Linked DNA regions of Mus musculus: region 2 is linked to region 1. Evidence: chromatin contacts called from public HiChIP or PLAC-seq data. All regions are on one chromosome and are shown on one strand. The core of a region is the stretch at or near the end of the contact, and the rest is flanking DNA. Distances in the headings are between cores, read along the strand shown.

Region 1 (4,064 bases), core at 326-2,825:
AGGTCGGAGGATAACCTTGGGTACATGTGGAGGTCAGAGGATAACCTTGGCTATTGGTGCCTACCATTTGTTTACCTAGTGTGAGCCAGGACGGATTTTTTCTTTTCCCCCTTTCTGTCCTCTACTGTCTGTCAGGCTAGCTGGCTGGTGGGTTTCTGGATTTTTCCTGTCTCTGTCTCCCATCCTGAAGTAAGAGTGCTCAGATTATAGGCATGCTACCGTGTGCTGTGTTACCTGGGTCTGGGGATTCAAACTCACGTCCTCACACTTTACAGCAGTCACTTTACTCATTGAGCTATCTTCCCAGCCTTGCTGCACCATCATCATCACCATCAACTCCTCCTCCTCTTCCTCCTCCTCTTTCCTTCTTCTTTTATGTATATGAGTGACCTGTCTTCACATATACCTAAAAGAGGGCATCAGATCCTATGACAGATGGTTGGGCGATAAAATGATTTCTTCCTAAATCAGAATATAACAGGCCCCTGAGAGTGCCTGCTACTACACTCATCCTCAGATGTCCTGTGTCCTCTTCATCTGCTGAGTTCTGTCTTTTCTCCATAACAACAATAACCACTAATAAGTCTTTAACCAATTTATTACCTACACAAATTGGATAGTTCCGTATGAGTTAACATATTGGCACATGTCGTTATAAGACAGTTTATATGTCTTATCTCAAAATGTATCACTATAAAATGCAGTTATATTGGCAAAACTATGGTCAATAGTTTTAAAAATACATAAAAATGAAAATAATAAAGAGTCCATTGAATGCTGTATAAATTTTACTTTAAAACCACCTGGCCTCTCCTCCTCCCCCACCCACTGAGGCTGGGGATGTAGCTCAGTGCTTGCCTCTGGGTGGATCCTCTGCACACATAAACTAAGCATGGTGGTCCAAGCCTGCAATTCCAGTACTTGGACGTAGGAGGATCCGAGGGTCAAGGTCCTCTCCAGCTACATAGTGAGGTAAAGGCCAGATTGGAATGTATGAGACTCTGTTTTCAATTATGCAATTTTCCATTCTGGTGGGTGGTGGTGGAGAGCGTGGGGGCCAGATATTGGGCCCATGTCTTACAAAGAGTGTGGAGCAGGACTTCGGCCTGAGGAGGGTATTGTGTGAAGTTCGCTGTCTAGGAAGGAGACCTGGCACAGCTCAGTGAAGAATCCAACCACAGGTGTGGTTCCCTGCAGCAGTTGGGCCCCTCAAAAGAGAATGCTGGTATTGAACGGAACAACTAGTCAGGCTGAGCATTACTGAGGTTTTGAAGGAGTGTTTGGTTGGATCACACAGAGAGATGGCTGGGCACTGAGTTGCTGGATGGAACATCAAGACTGATGTCATTTTGCTCTGTACCTGACCGAGTGCACAAACAAGACGAACTAAGCACACAAGGGCAGCCATGGCGAAGTAAGATTAATGTGAGAATTACAGTAAACGTCTGGCACCACAACCTGGTTTCCTGGAAAGCCCCTAGCTTAGGTTAGTTTTTCCCTCTTTCAGATCCATACATAATTTTGATTTTATAGCCAACACAGTTTTTTATGGCATTTCCCTTTTGACTGTGTCTTTGTTCACATTGCTAATCATGAGAGGGCAGGGCCATTTTATTTACTTGTAGGTGTGTCCTCAATGGGTGACTCACAAGATAACTTCTTGAGATATCAAATTAGACATTTTCTTCTTCCCTTTTCTCCAATTTGGAGAACAGGCTCTATACAGCATTGCCTTCGTTGAGGGGGAGAGCTTCGCTACCTGTGTCAAAACTCAAATACAAATTGAAGTTTCAGATCCTACCAGAGTCTGGAAAGGAGAGTTTTATCTTTTAGAGTGCACTGAGTGGGAAACAGGGCAAAGACTGTCTGGTAATCTAAGGCAGAAAGAATAAAACCTCCAGGGAGGAAGTGACTGGCGTGTTCCCTCAGTTCCTGGGGTGGGAGGTTTGGAAAGGTAGCCAAGGCTTCTGGCACAGCCCAGCTTCACATGGACGTGAGGATCCTGGAGTGTATCTTGGTGATGAGAAAACAGTAAGGGGCTTGCTCATTTGCATCTCATTATCCCCCATAACAAGTGTGCATCACTTCTGTGTCATAGACTTTGGGTAAATATTACTGTCCTCTCAGACAGCCAGGAGATGGCACAGCCTGTTAAAAAGTTTTCTCCCTATTAATTAACAGTATCACCTCCCCCCTATACAGATGAAATCCACTCTTGGTATTTGCTCCGTGCTGCCTTGAATCGGTTCTCACTACCTTTTGCCTAGATATTTCACGTAGTGTGTAAACTGGTCTCTCAGCTTTATAGTTCCTCCTCCAGTCTATTCTTCCTGCTCTTGAAGCATGTTCTACCCTAAAGCTGATGTACTAATCTTCCCCCAAACTTATGCATGCAGTTAACGCTTATCCGTGCACGCAGAATAAATCACACTCTGTTAACTTGGCGCTTTATGCCTTCCACATGTTGACACTTTCCTTAGTTAGGGTTTCCATTGCTGTGAAGAGACACCACGACCAACTCCTATAAAGGACAGCATTTAATTGGGGCTGACTTCCAGGTTCAGAGGTTCAGTCCACTATCGTCCCAGTGGGAAACATAGCAGTGTCCAGGCGGGCAAGGTGCTAGAGGAGCTGGAAGTTCCACATCTTGTCCCAAAGGCAAATAGAAGATTGTCTCCCCCTCCCCACCCCCGTGGCTTGGAGGAGGTTCTCAAAGTGCACCCCCAATGTGACACACTTCCTCCAACAAGGCCACGCCTCCTAATAGTGCCCCTCCCTGGCCAAGTATATACAAACCACCACAATACTAAGCATTTCAACATTCTCTCTCATTCCACTCTCCCCTAACCTCAGCCTTAGCCATCTTCCTCAATCTGCTTTGTTTCCCACTATTTCCTCCAAATCTCATATGTCCCAGTTTTTGCTTTTTAATAGGGTTGACCTGAATCAATCAGCTGCAAAGAGATCACACTCTAAATTTAGTGTCTGAACACAGCAAACGTGCATTATTTCCGCAGCATCTGTGAGTCAGGAGTTCCGGAGCATCGCAGTTGAGTTCTATGGTGGGGTCACTCATGAGATTGTAGTTTTCAGAAGGTGTCACCAGAGAGAGGTCTGTTTCTCAAGTGACTGGCCAGGCCGGTGTCCGATTCTCTGGGACTTCCAGAGCATTCTCCATGACAGCTGGCTTTCTCTCGAGAAAGCAGTCCAGGAGATCAAGGCCAGAGTCCTAATATCAGGAGCTCAGTCAAGAGTCACATACTATCAGATTACTCTTTGTACTAGCTCTGAAGTAAAGGAGAGAGACGAAGACTGGGAGACCAGGAGGCAAAGCTCAGGAGAACAATCATGAGAGTTGGCTGCCACATTTTTTTCCCTGATTCTTTCTTCAATCTCCAACTCCATGTGTCCCCTATCTCCCCTGTTCTCAGTAGCTCAAATTCTTTAAATGTCAGATAGCCTGGAGACTGCTTAATAAAATCCTACTTTCTCTGTCTTATATTTATTTGGTATGATGAAATGTGAATCTAAACATTGCATATCAAATGACATAGAGCTGAAGAACTTTCTTCCCTTCTAAAATCCTACACTTGGTTGCTCTGAGATTGTGTCACTGAGACAGGATCCCCTTCTTGTTTGGAGGATTTGAACAACCTGGATTTGACTTAGAGAAGTGGCTTCGTGCTGGATGGTTTTATGTCAGTTTGACACACACTAGAGTCATCTGAGAGGGAATCTCAATTAACAAACCGCCTCCACAAGATCCATAAGTGTAGGCCTGTAGGACATTTTCTTAATTAGTGATTGACAGGGGAAGGCCCAGCCCATTGTGGGTGGGGTCACTTCTGGGCTGGTGGGTTCTACAAGAAAGCAGGCTGAGCAAGCCAGTAGACAACACTCAACCTCCATGGCCTCTGCATTAGCACCTGCCTCCAGGTTCCTTCTCTGAGTTCCTGCCCTGGCTTCCTTCAGTGATGAACAGTTGATGTGGAAGTATAAGTCAAACAAACTCTTTCTTCCCCAATTTGCTTTTTGGTCATGGTGTTTCATCACAGCAATAGAAA
Region 2 (4,198 bases), core at 458-2,957, 640 kb before region 1:
CTAGACAGAGAACTAACTACAGGCATCGATTGACGACTAACGGGGGGGGGGGGGGGGGGGATTAGCCTCCCAGGGAATGAGCACCCTAATTGGCTAGCTAATACACTGTGGTCGGCCCTAAAACCATATACACACAAACCATGCTGAACAAACCCAGCAGGCTATACTTATATATTTATGCATATGTGTATGTGTGTCTTTCGATAAAACTCAAAAGGAGGCCATCAGTTTGAGAGGGATTTGGGGCAGGGATGGGAGGGGTTGGGAAGAGGAGAAGAAAGGAAGCAATGTAATTATATACTATTTAAAATTTTAATCACAAAAGGAAGTTACACTAAAAAGAAAGAGGGGGCAGAGAGAGAGAGAAAGAAAGGGGGAAGGAAGGAAGGAAGGAAGGAAGGAGAGGAGAGGAGAGGAGAGGAGAGGAGAGGAGAGGAGAGGAGAGGAGAGGAGAGGAGAGGAGAGGAGAGGAGAGGAGAGGAGAGGAGAGGAGGGAGAGAGAGTAATATAAGCCTATGGAATTTAGTGCAAGAAGATGGGCTGACTATTGAAGCACACAAGAGTAGGTGTAAAATTAAGTTTATAAAGGGGTTACAAAAATGACCCAGGACTGAGATGGCTCAGCAGCAAAGGTGATTGCTGCCAACCCTGACAGCCTGAGTTTTAATCCCCAGGACCCATGAAACGTGGAAGGTGAGGACTGACTTCTGCAAGATATCCTGATTTCCACGCACACACAAAAATAAATAAATAGAATATAGATCATCTAGGAACAGCAGGAATATTTTTTATAAGTGCAACATAGTGGATCATAAAGTAAATAGACAGTGTGACTCTCCAGTCTTCGGAAGGGACCGAAGTGGTAGCTGATCATTGTCCATTACACCCTTGGTCCTGGTATCTGAGATACAACTTGGAATGCTTCCCGCCATCCAAACAATATGGCAATTTTATAATCAAGAGGGTGAGCATAAGCGGTAGAAGTGACACACACCTATAATATGGGCTCTCAGAAGGCTGAGGCAAAAGGATTACAAATGTCCAGCTTGCCAGCCTGGGCTACATAATGACTTTGTGGCTAGCCTTGGTGACATAATCTTTCTCAAACAACAACAAACCAAGGAGACAACATAAGAATTCCTACCACTTCCTAAAAAAGATGTCTTTCTCTCCAGTCTCTCATAGACGCAGAGGTCCCTAAAATGTTAAAATTAGAACAACAAAACCTTTCCCAGCATTCTCATTTATGGGGAAGAAGGACTCCATAGAGAAAGTTTAAGTTCAGGGTTACATTATTAATTAAAACCCGAGTGTGGACCAAACCCCCTCTGTGGGGGAGACCGACGTTACATATCACCCAGTTCCCGTTGGAAGGACATCACACTCAACTATTACTAACAGCTTTAGCATCACTAGCAAACTTGATCAAACATTCTAAGCAATCATTTGACATGTCAAAAGACCGGACACAGAGTGACTATGTCTTGACAGGGCTATGTATATGACAAGACCAGGCAGGAAATAGGTGGGCACGAAACTCTACAGCCAAGCCCAGGGCTACTTACTACCTCTCAGAGCTATTTACTTCTTTTTTTTTTTTTTTTTTTTTTTTTTTTAAAGGTTGGTTTTTATCTAGCATCAGGTATGCCAGATACGGAGAGGAAAATTCCAGAGCTGTTCAGCCCTCACCGAGTCAGCGACCACACGGTAGGCAGCAGGAAAGGTGGGGCCCGCTAAGATGTGTACATTCCGATCTCAGTGAGGTGTAGTGAGACGCAGTTATATTTGACTACAGAAAAGGCTCTGTGATTATATAAGACAGCTATGGGTCCAACTGTCAAGATGACAGCCTTCTGAGCTATTACAGGAGGGGAAAATGTGAGGGGGAATATTCATGAAGCAAGAAGAGTAGAAAAGAGAGAAAAAAACCCCAACACTCTCCAAGGGCAGAGGAAACACAAAATCGGTGAGGAAGGAGCCGCCACCTCTGCCCCCAGGGGTAGGAGGATACTTCAGATCATCCATATATTTTCCTGACCCATCCACACATCAAATGCAGCCTCTAGGTTATAGGTGGGAGGCCCAGCTGCAACCCCACCAACCACCCAGAGGCTTCTCAGCCAGGTGGATTTCCTTCCATTTCATATGCAAAGAGCTTAGACACCCCAAGGCATCTGTGATCCTGTCCCCTTTTAATGTGCCACAGATACAAACCCTCAGGTGAGAGCAGGACACAGAACTGGGCAGAGCAGAAGTTTAGCTCCTCTCTCCCTTTAGCCCTGTCTGTCTTGACACTGCAGACCAGCCACCAGCTATGGGGTCAGACTCAGGCTGGGGAGGCAGAGGGCAGCTTCAGAGGGAAGGGAGAGGGAAGACAGGGAGATGCTCTGCCTTGCCACAAGGTGGATGCTTCTGTTCAGATGAGGCTTGGCCACTGAGAAGATCGCTTCCATTCTAGAGTAATATTAAGCCCCTCAACAAGAACTCTGGCCTCCTTGCCTCTTGCTCTCTAGGCCAGTGGGGGACCTATCAGAAGGGCCCTTCAAGGCACAATATGCTTAATGTAGAATTTCTTTTTTCTAGATGCCCCAAAGACACTGAATGCTCCCAGAGATTGTAGAGAGGGAGCAGCTCAAAGCTGGAGCCAGACCACGCCTCCCTTTGTCTATGCTTCTCTCTCCTCTGCCTCCACCTCTCTTCAGCCACTATCCAATCACAGGGGCAGTTCCCTGAGTCAGGTCTTTCTGACACTGTTGGCTTGGCTCTGAGGGACAGTCCTATCAGAGAGGTGCTGTGATGGGCAGAGCTGACTCAGGAAGATTGACAGGTGGCATCTTTGGGACCTTGTGCTCAGAGACACCTCCCTCAATGTTCTGTTGGAGCTTTCTGAGCCATTGAGACCATGACATATTCCATACTGGCTCAACCTTCTTCCTAGCCGTTTCTTTAGACCAAGGGCAAAGTAAGAAAATGATAAAAGCTGAGCACTGGAGAGATGCTCGGTGGTTAAGAGCACTTGTTGCTCTTCCAGAGGACCGGGTGTGGATCAATACATCTGTACCTACAGCTCCAGGAGATCTGATGCTCTCTTCTGGTCTCTTCAGGGGACACACACACACACACACTCACACACACACACTCACATACACACTCACACACACACACACACACACACACACACACACACGGCAGGGACAAAAAAGAAAAGAAAAACAAAGCTTTGCTCATCAATCAAGGATGCAGTCACAGTTTAAAGCTCGACAGGATTCAGATCAGGGAAGGGAGAAAGCTCACCATACATTCCTGAACACCAGACCTCCCTCCCCCTAAACAAAACAAAATTCTATTGGGAAAAAGACTCTTCAAGACTCCAAAGGGCAGTTCCATCCATCTTGCCAGGAGAAGGCAGGGGAAGCAAGGATAAACAGAAGATGCTGAAATCCACTATACAGCCTCTTAAGCTAAATAGCTCAATGCACAGTGTTTGGCATTCGTGAACGAGTCGCAATAACTCAAGATAATAAAATAGTCCTTCCCTTATCCTCAGGGATATATTCCAAGACGCTCAGTGGATGACTGAAATCATAGATAATAACATAGTCTATAGATACCATACTATGCTTTATCCTAGGTGCCCTGCAGGGTTACCATGGAAACAGAGCCAATCCAGCTTTTCTTGTGTAACACCCAGTGCTGTCTTCATATCACTCTTTTATGCTCTGGAACCCATCAAGAAAATAAAGACCATTTAACACAAGCACTGCAGTGCTGTGACAATTACTTAACACCAGCACTGCAGTGCTGTGACAATTACTTAACACCAGCACTGCAGTACTGTGACAATCATCTGCTACTGTGTGACTAACGGAACGGCAACATATACAGTGCGGATACACCAAAAGATGAGCAGCACACAACAAGATTTCAAGATGCTCCACAGAAACACACATAACTTAAGAAGTGGCGAACTACTGATTTCTGAAACTTTTCATTTAGTGTTTTGGGATAATGGTTGGTTGTGGACAGGTAAAACCACAGAGACACGAGGGCTACTGTACTAAAACAGACCATCCTAAAACAGCCCATCTTTAGCAACATTCATCATGGGATTCTTGTCTAAGGGGTTTAGCATTTTATAAAATGGGGGAAATGTGTCACTGGAGCAAGGATCAGGGTTATACTTGGTGAACAGAGGGAC

Evidence for each region. HiChIP or PLAC-seq counts read pairs in DNA pulled down with a chosen protein or histone mark.
Region 2: a contact with region 1 is called in a FOXA1 HiChIP or PLAC-seq map of pancreatic cancer cells. The contact joins two enhancer-like sites. A contact is called at or near these places in 1 of 39 promoter capture datasets (cranial neural crest) and 2 of 115 datasets of contacts at active chromatin or transcription factors (bone marrow-derived macrophages and pancreatic cancer cells).

What each region holds. Positions count from the first base shown.
Region 1 is chr3:121,817,587-121,821,650 of GRCm38.p6, reverse strand. No RefSeq gene overlaps it. Among named protein-coding and RNA genes, the nearest start is that of Abcd3, 4.3 kb to the right of the region's middle. Within about 2 kb of position 1,575, at least 25 of the 459 cell types and tissues checked have an H3K27ac peak or open chromatin away from gene starts, as enhancers often do. A contact at or near this core is called in pancreatic cancer cells, where this site is marked.
Region 2 is chr3:122,456,455-122,460,652 of GRCm38.p6, reverse strand. The region is part of intron 3 of Bcar3 (breast cancer anti-estrogen resistance 3); the gene reads right to left. Among named protein-coding and RNA genes, the nearest start is that of Gm34349, 22 kb to the left of the region's middle. Within about 2 kb of position 1,707, at least 43 of the 459 cell types and tissues checked have an H3K27ac peak or open chromatin away from gene starts, as enhancers often do. A contact at or near this core is called in pancreatic cancer cells, where this site is marked.